Regions from separate parts of the Rattus norvegicus genome. Here region 1 is linked to region 2. Evidence: chromatin contacts called from public Hi-C data. All regions are on one chromosome and are shown on one strand. Each heading gives the region's core, a stretch centred on a gene start, on an enhancer-like site or on the middle of the called end of the contact. The rest is flanking DNA. Distances are from core to core; before and after follow the strand shown.

The links. Hi-C and Micro-C count contacts between places; a contact is called where the count stands out from the background.
Region 1: a Hi-C map of psoas muscle shows a contact between it and region 2, with 2.6 times the contacts expected there. The contact joins two enhancer-like sites. A contact is called at or near these places in 10 of 12 Hi-C or Micro-C datasets (the A7r5 cell line, the Rat2 cell line, Schwann cells and 5 more) and 1 of 1 datasets of contacts at active chromatin or transcription factors (oligodendrocytes).

Annotation. Positions count from the first base shown.
Region 1 is chr17:72,107,782-72,111,538 of GRCr8, reverse strand. No RefSeq gene overlaps it. Among named protein-coding and RNA genes, the nearest start is that of Pfkfb3, 160 kb to the right of the region's middle. Within about 2 kb of position 1,403, at least 53 of the 93 cell types and tissues checked have an H3K27ac peak or open chromatin away from gene starts, as enhancers often do.
Region 2 is chr17:71,949,901-71,953,779 of GRCr8, reverse strand. It overlaps Pfkfb3 (6-phosphofructo-2-kinase/fructose-2,6-biphosphatase 3), which reads right to left. Exons shown (of 18, transcript NM_057135.1): 2 at 1,330-1,455; 3 at 3-99. Among named protein-coding and RNA genes, the nearest start is that of Pfkfb3, 6.9 kb to the right of the region's middle. Within about 2 kb of position 2,364, at least 35 of the 93 cell types and tissues checked have an H3K27ac peak or open chromatin away from gene starts, as enhancers often do.

The DNA of each region.
Region 1 (3,757 bases), core at 154-2,653, 160 kb before region 2:
AGGCATGGCGGCACATGTCATTAATGCTTACACTTGGGAGGCAGGTCTCTAGGAGTTAGTTAGCCCAGGTTTGCCAGGGCTACATAAGATCCTGTCTCAAAAAAGCACCAACACTCTACCCAACAACAGAAAGATTTAAAGATATAACAGCAATGGCTTCGTAGAAATAAAACCTGACTGAATCCAATAGCAAGTTCTAAGTATTTGGAAGCACAGTGCATTGTGAAAGGATATGAGCATAAATAAACACTAATACGACGTTGCCAGCTCTCCCATGAGCATCCCAGTGCAGGTAAGGGGCCTTGGCTTGTTGTTTTTTATTAGATGGGTTCCTATTTGATCGTTACATATATAGAGATATGGATATAGATAGATAGATACCACCCTCTCACTTTAAATATTTTTATAGATTATTCTTAAGCTGCCAAAAGATAATAGAAACTAATGATCAAATAGGAACAAATCTAATACAACAACAAAATCAAAGCCCCTTGATTCCGTTGGGCCATATGTTCCGTATGCTCACTGGAGACAGTGGATGGGAGGAATGATGTGTATTTATGCTAATATATATTATATACATACAATGTATCAACAATAATCTTAATTGTTTTTAAACTTAGGATTTTATCTCTATTCTATGTACGTTGGTGCTTTGCCCGCACGTATGTCTGCGTGAGGGTGTCACGTCACTTGAAAGCGGAGTCGCAGGCAGTAGTGAGCTAACAGTTTTGGAAAAGGTACGTTATAGTACAAGGGAACGTCATCTTGGTGAGTTCGAACCCTGGGACCTACACAGTGTCCCTAAGGGGGAAGTAGGGAAAATACCAGCATCTGGAACAAACAGAAGCTATACCATTGGGTACGGGTCTTTTAGGAAGATGTTGGGACCCACTTCCCACCCTCTTGCCTTTTCTTTCCTGGACTCTGTGAGTGATGGGAATGACTGCTCCACCACATACCCCCACCATGATATTTGATATTAACCACCAAGCAGCTTTGGGAAGTAAGTCCTGAAACCATAAGCTAAAGTAAGCCTTCCCTCCTTTTGAAACATCCCAGGTGCTCGGTGACAGTTACAGGAAGCTGAGCGAGGGTGGGGCTGAACTTGCTGCTTTCTTCCTAATGAAGTAGTGAGTTCAAGGGCTGTTGCTGCAGTCTTAACCTCTAGTCAACGCCAGGTACACAGCGTCGCTTGCTTCCCACTGGGTAAATGAGTGCACCCCCATGCCTTACAGACTTCCACCACAGAGGCCCCGGAAAGTGCCATCGCAGATGAGACAGAAAGAAAAGACAGGGAGGAATGGGCTTAGCCGAGAAGTCCACTCCAACCATTCTGGTGAATGGAGCTGTGTCAGTGTCAAATCCCATGAGGCTGGTACCAGTCAGCACCAGGCTAATGGCCAGAAAGTTCAGAGAAGAGGCTGGGACCAGTGCCAAGAGAAATCCAATTCAGCACAGGCAGCAACAAGCTTAGGGGGAGCTTAAAACCGGCAGTAACCACAAAACCCGGCATGAGGGAGGGAGGCTGGTGAGGTGAGGGAGAAGGTGGGAGGCAAGGATCCCAGAGCGACTTCTACTTCAGGCAATATTGCGGGCCAAAGCCAGGACAAGGACACTCTCCACAACCTGACAGCCAAATTCCTGCTGCTCTGGATCCTGGGATTCAGGGAACACATGAGTCTCCTCTTTGACAGCTACAAGCATCAGAGACGGAAAAAGAAATGTTTAATTTCAGAGAGCCACAAGGGACTTTAGAAGTCCTCTGTGTAGCCAAAGACTTCCAAGTGGTGTGATTCATGTCTACCAGCTGTAGGGGTACAGAGGCTTCTTTGATTTCACTTGCCCGTTGATCCCCAACACCACACCAAGTGCCCAGTGCATAGCAGATCCGAGTAATAACAAGGGTGCATGAAAGAACGGTGAGTCCTACTTAGATACAGATATTTTTGAGACATGTGTATGCACGTGTGTGTGTGTGTGTGTGTGTAAGGGTGTATGTACATGTGTGTCCATATGTGTATAATTTTGATAACCTATATATGGACACAGAGAAGCCAGAGGTAGCCACGTGATCTCTATCACTCTCTACCTAATTTTGAAGCAAGGTCTCTCAGTGAACCTGGAGTTTACTCTTTCATGTAAACTAGCTAGGGCCAGGAAGCCCCTATAATTTTCCTGTCTCTGTCTTAATCCATTGCTGGGCTTGCAAACTCATTGCACCTGGCTTTTTGTGTGGGTACTGGGAGTTCTGAACTCAAGTCTTCATGCTTATGCTGCGTCCATAAAAGGAGAGGTATGGCTGCGCATGCCCATAAACCCAGCAATAGAAGCTGAGGCAGCGTTCCTGGGAGCTTGCCTGTCAGTCAGCCTACGTGAATGGCAAGCTTCCCTCTCAGTTGGACACCCTGTCTCAAGGGAACAGGGTAGGGACCATCAGAGCAAGACACCTGGCATCCTCCTCAGGTCTCTCTGTGCACACAGTCTCACAAACTCATACACACACACACACACACACACACACACACACACACACACACACACACACACCATTCATAACTTCTCCACACAATGCAGTCCGCCCTTCGTTAAAACCACAGCTGGCATCTTGGCCGCCACCAATGATGTAATAATAACTAACCATGACCAAAGAACATGAATGAATGCTATATAGTCTAAAATAGCATCATAATTTAAATCACCGCTTATTAAAATAACGCACCCCCAAACAAGACAAAGATCAGACTCTACTGGAACATGCGCTTTTTCTCACACGTTCTTCCCAAATGTGTAGAGAACACGAAGGTGTGCCCTGTTCTCTTTTGTTTTTTTGTTTTGTTTTGTTTTTTTTTGTTTTTTTTTTTTGTTTTTTTTTTTTTTTATTAACTTGAGTATTTCTTATATACATTTCAAGTGTTATTCCCTTTCCCGGTTTCCGGGCAAACATCCCCCTCCCCCCTCCCCTTCCTTATGGGTGTTCCCCTCCCAACCCTCCCCCCATTGCCGCCCTCCCCCCATAGACTAGTTCACTGGGGGTTCAGTCTTAGCAGGACCCAGGGCTTCCCCTTCCACTGGTGCTCTTACTAGGATATTCATTGCTACCTATGGGGTCAGAGTCCAGGGTCAATCCATGTATAGTCTTTAGGTAGTGGCTTAGTCCCTGGAAGCTCTGGTTGCTTGGCATTGTTGTACTTTTGGGGTCTCGAGCCCCTTCAAGCTCTTCCAGTTCTTTCTCTGATTCCTTCAATAGGGGACCTATTCTCAGTTCAGTGGTTTGCTGCTGGCATTCGCCTCTGTATTTGCTGTATTCTGGCTGTGTCTCTCAGGAGCGATCTACATCCGGCTCCTGTCGGTCTGCACTTCTTTGCTTCATCCATCTTGTCTAATTGAGTGGCTGTATATGTATGGGCCAAATGTGGGGCAGGCTCTGAATGGATGTTCCTTCAGTCTCTGTTTTAATCTTTGCCTCTCCCTTCCCTGCCAAGGGTATTCTTTTTCCTCATTTAAAGAAGGAGTGAAGCATTCACATTTTGATCATCTGTCTTGAGTTACGTTTGTTCTAGGGATCTAGGGTAATTCAAGCATTTGGGCTAATAGCCACTTATCAATGAGTGCATACCATGTATGTTTTTCTGTGATTGGGTTAGCTCACTCAGGATGATATTTTCCAGTTCCAACCATTTGCCTACGAATTTCATAAACTCGTTGTTTTTGATAGCTGAGTAATATTCCATTGTGTAGATGTACCACATTTTCT
Region 2 (3,879 bases), core at 1,115-3,614:
ACTTTCGGACTCTCATGGCCTCCTCATTGTCAGGGCGGAAGAAGTTGTAAGAGCTGTATTGCTTCACAGCCTCCCGTCGGTATTCTCCCACATTGAACACTGGACAGGAGAGACAAGGACCATCAGGAACAAGAAGCTTCCCAACCAAGAGAAAGCCAGCTAATAGCTATCTGGATACGGAATTTCATATGGAAACAGTGTGGAATCCCTAGTCCAGGCTTGTCTCTCCTGGGTCACTGTCTGGGAAACAGGACTAGACCAAGGACAGCACCCATCCTGTTTGCTATACCAGAAGCTGTCTTTCAGGAACCAGATACTAGCCCAAGCCTCCCAAAGCCATCAATTAGAAACAAGCTGCGAAGACAGCCAAGAGTCTAGCAAAAAAAAAAAAAAAAAAAAAAAAAAGTTACAATGTAGGAATAGTGCGAAATAAATTACAATGTAGCTCAGTTGTTAAAAGTGATTGTCTAGCATGAATAGAACACTGGGCTGGATCCCAGCACCCAAAGTCGGGCATGGTAATGCATCCCTGCAATCCCAGCACAGAGACGTCGTAGACAGGGGGATCAGAAGTTCGCTAGCTGTATACTTCATTCAAGCTATGAAATAACTGTCTCAAAATCATAAATATAAATAAATGGGCTGGAGAGTTAGCTCAGCAGTTAAGAGCACTTGCTGCTCCTGCACAGAACCAGGGTTTAGTTCCCAGCACATCTGTAACTCTGGTTTCAAGGGATCTGACTCCCTATTCTGGCCATTTGGGGCATGACACACATACGTGTAGTACACGTACGTATTTGCAGGGGAAACATAATATATTTATATATACATATATAAACAAAAGAAATAAATGATAGAATAAATAAAGATGACTGTTGCCTATGGTATCCACACATGACTGGGTCTCACTGACAAGATCAGCCAGCCTTGGCTGCTTGTTGATCTAGTGATTCTAAGTTACTCCTACCATGTCTAAATTAGCTGTGTTCCTGCTGGTACCACCATGGTGATAAGGCCCCATTTAATAGTTACTGTTTATCATATGTAGATCTGGAGTCAACACCAGTATTTAAAAGCATCAAAGTTTCTCAGCACAGCGGGTGATGCTAATTCCTACTGAGGATAGCTACTAAAGGAAGGCTGTAGTTACACACCACGGGACTCTCAAAGAAAAAGCTCCACGGAGAATGAGGTCACCACAGGGAGCCTAATGAAAGGGAAGGTGAACTAAGATAACTGGGAAGCAGGATCAGACTCCATAATCCAGGACGGTTGCTGGGAGTGGCCCCGCCTGAGGGTTCCAGCTCCTAGCCTTCAAACCTGGCTTACCTTTCGTTGGAACACCTATCCAGTTGAGGTAGCGAGTCAGCTTCTTGGAGATGTAAGTCTTACCCCGGGCTGGGAGCCCCACCATCACAATCACCGTTGGGGAGTTGGTCAGCTTCGGCCCACAGGCTGGAAAAAATTAAGAAAGGGGCCATCCATCAATCGAACAGCAAAACTGATGGCGTGAGTCCTATGCCCAAAGACATTATTTTGAAGAATAGGACCAAAATTGGGTATGGTGGCACATGTCGGTAATCCCGGCCCTTAGGAGACAGACACGGGAGGATCACTCAGTGTTTGAGGCGATCCTCTGCTACTTAGTCGAGTTCCAAACCAGCTTGGGCTACACAGAGTTAGGTCCAGGCCAGCCTGGGCAGCTATGGACAACCATCTCAAAGCAGCACAAAAGACTCGCTCTAAAGTTATGACGTCATTGCACATCCCAAAGCCCCTGCTATCTGATGACCCAACGAGACTGCCTCACCCCATCCTCACCTAACGACCCTTGGCCTCGTATTTCAGTCTCACTTTTCAGGCAATATTGGCAACAGGTGAACGGTAGTTCGGAAGGCGAAGGTGAAATCAGATAGGGAGGGGCTGAGCTCCAGACAGGGATTCCAATCGCTAGCAAAATGGTGGAAGAGCATCTCATGGGGGTACAAAGATGGGACCCTAATGCCAGGAAGGGTAAAAATCAGCATGGAGGAGAGATGGCTTCCCAAACAGGTAGGAAACAGACATGAGTGAGACCCAGAAAACCAAGAGGGAAGACATTTTCTAAGCTCCACTGAGACTTTCTTTAAAAAAAAAAAAAAAAGTTAAATAGGGCTTATCGAGTAAAAGTAGGTCATGGACCCAAATGCTGGGCCCCCTGGCTGGGCACCATGCCTCTGCCTCTCACGACCTTCCTGACCACCCCCCCCCATTCTGCTGCCAGGATTTGATGGACGCCAAGTTCAGAGGGATGCATGAGTCTGCCAAGGTAATAGCCAGTCAGAGGGTCCTAAGTAAGCTGGTCACTAAGTCCCAGGCAGGCTCCCAGAGATGCTGTTGCCTGTGATGAATGAGTGCCCCATATAGCCTTAGAATCACAATGAGACAAAACACCAGGGACGGAGGTTTTTAGAGAGCAGCCAGAGGAACCCCGCTAGACAAACCAACATTCCAACATTCCCTTGGCCGTCTCTTTGCCCCCGAGACTCTCAGGCGACTCCTGCATCCTGGTGACAAGGGAGCTCACAGGCCAAAGAGGCCGCCTGCCAACTCGAGCCCAGCTGGCCTTCCCTTGTCTCAGACAGGCTTCGAAGCCTGCAGGGAAAGAGACGAGTCAGTTGTACCAGCCGTACAGATTTAGACAGAGGTTCATGGGAAGCCTGGTCCGAAGGGGGGGTACCCAACATGGATCCTTTGCTTTAGATCTGCAGCCTAGGATCTGAGTAGAAGCATGTCTGATAAGCAGAGGTATGTGTTCTCTCTGATAATGGGGACCTGCATGTGAAGAGTGCGAGGCTATCTAGACAAGAGAATGCAGATGACAAACCAGCCCTTCGGGACATTGCCCACGGATGCATTCTAGAGGCCCTAGAAAGAACAGGTTCCTAGAGCTCCTGTCCCTCTAGCCAATGGTCCCTTCTTCCTCCCTAACAACTGCACTGAGCCATTTCTACTGGAAGCCCCCAGACAGGCACCCATATTATGCTTGTGTGCACGGACTGTTTCTGTTGGAATTGTGTCAGGGATGCAGAGAGGCAGAAGTCGACCGAGTTATCAGATCGGGGATTATGCCTATCTAGTAGTCATAGGGATAATCCCCCTGGCGGTAGACACTTTGGAAGGGGGAGGTGGGGAGAAAACGATACGATACGGTAGACTCAGCAGAGTTCTGTGGGATTTCAGGCGCCAATAAACCTGGATCACTCCCTTAGTTGACAAAGCAGAAGCCATTCATTCTCCCCATGTGCTCAAAGCTGAGGAGCTAGAGCAGTGGCCAAACCAAGTGTAGCTTCCCCTCACCCAGACATCCCAGCACCGTAAGATGAGCAAACCCTTGCAGATAACCTAGCATCCCAATCACAGACTCTTTTAAAACTCACGACCTTGGGGCTGGGGATTTAGCTCAGTGGTAGAGCGCTTACCTAGGAAGCGCAAGGCACTGGGTTCGGTCCCCAGCTCCGAAAAAACAAAAACAAAAAAAAAAAAAAAAACCTCACGACCCTGCTCAAGGGGTCTCCCTGAGCTCACAACCTGCTGCCACCTGCCCTCAGGTTCTTATCTTCATAGACATTTTTTTACCACTGACAAAGGGACACCAACCATGACCCCTCACCCTCACCTCCAACCTCTCCCTGGATCCGATCCCTAACTTTCCTAGGAATTCCAACTTTCCCCCAACCAACTCAGTATACTGAGTTCAAACAACAGAATTTTCAAAGACAAACATAACCCCTCTTTCCCTTTTACATAAATATTTGGGGTTTTTTTTTCTTTATTTTTTTCCCCCCGGAGCTGGGGACCGAACCCAGGGCCTTGTGCTTGCTAGGCAAGCGCTCTACC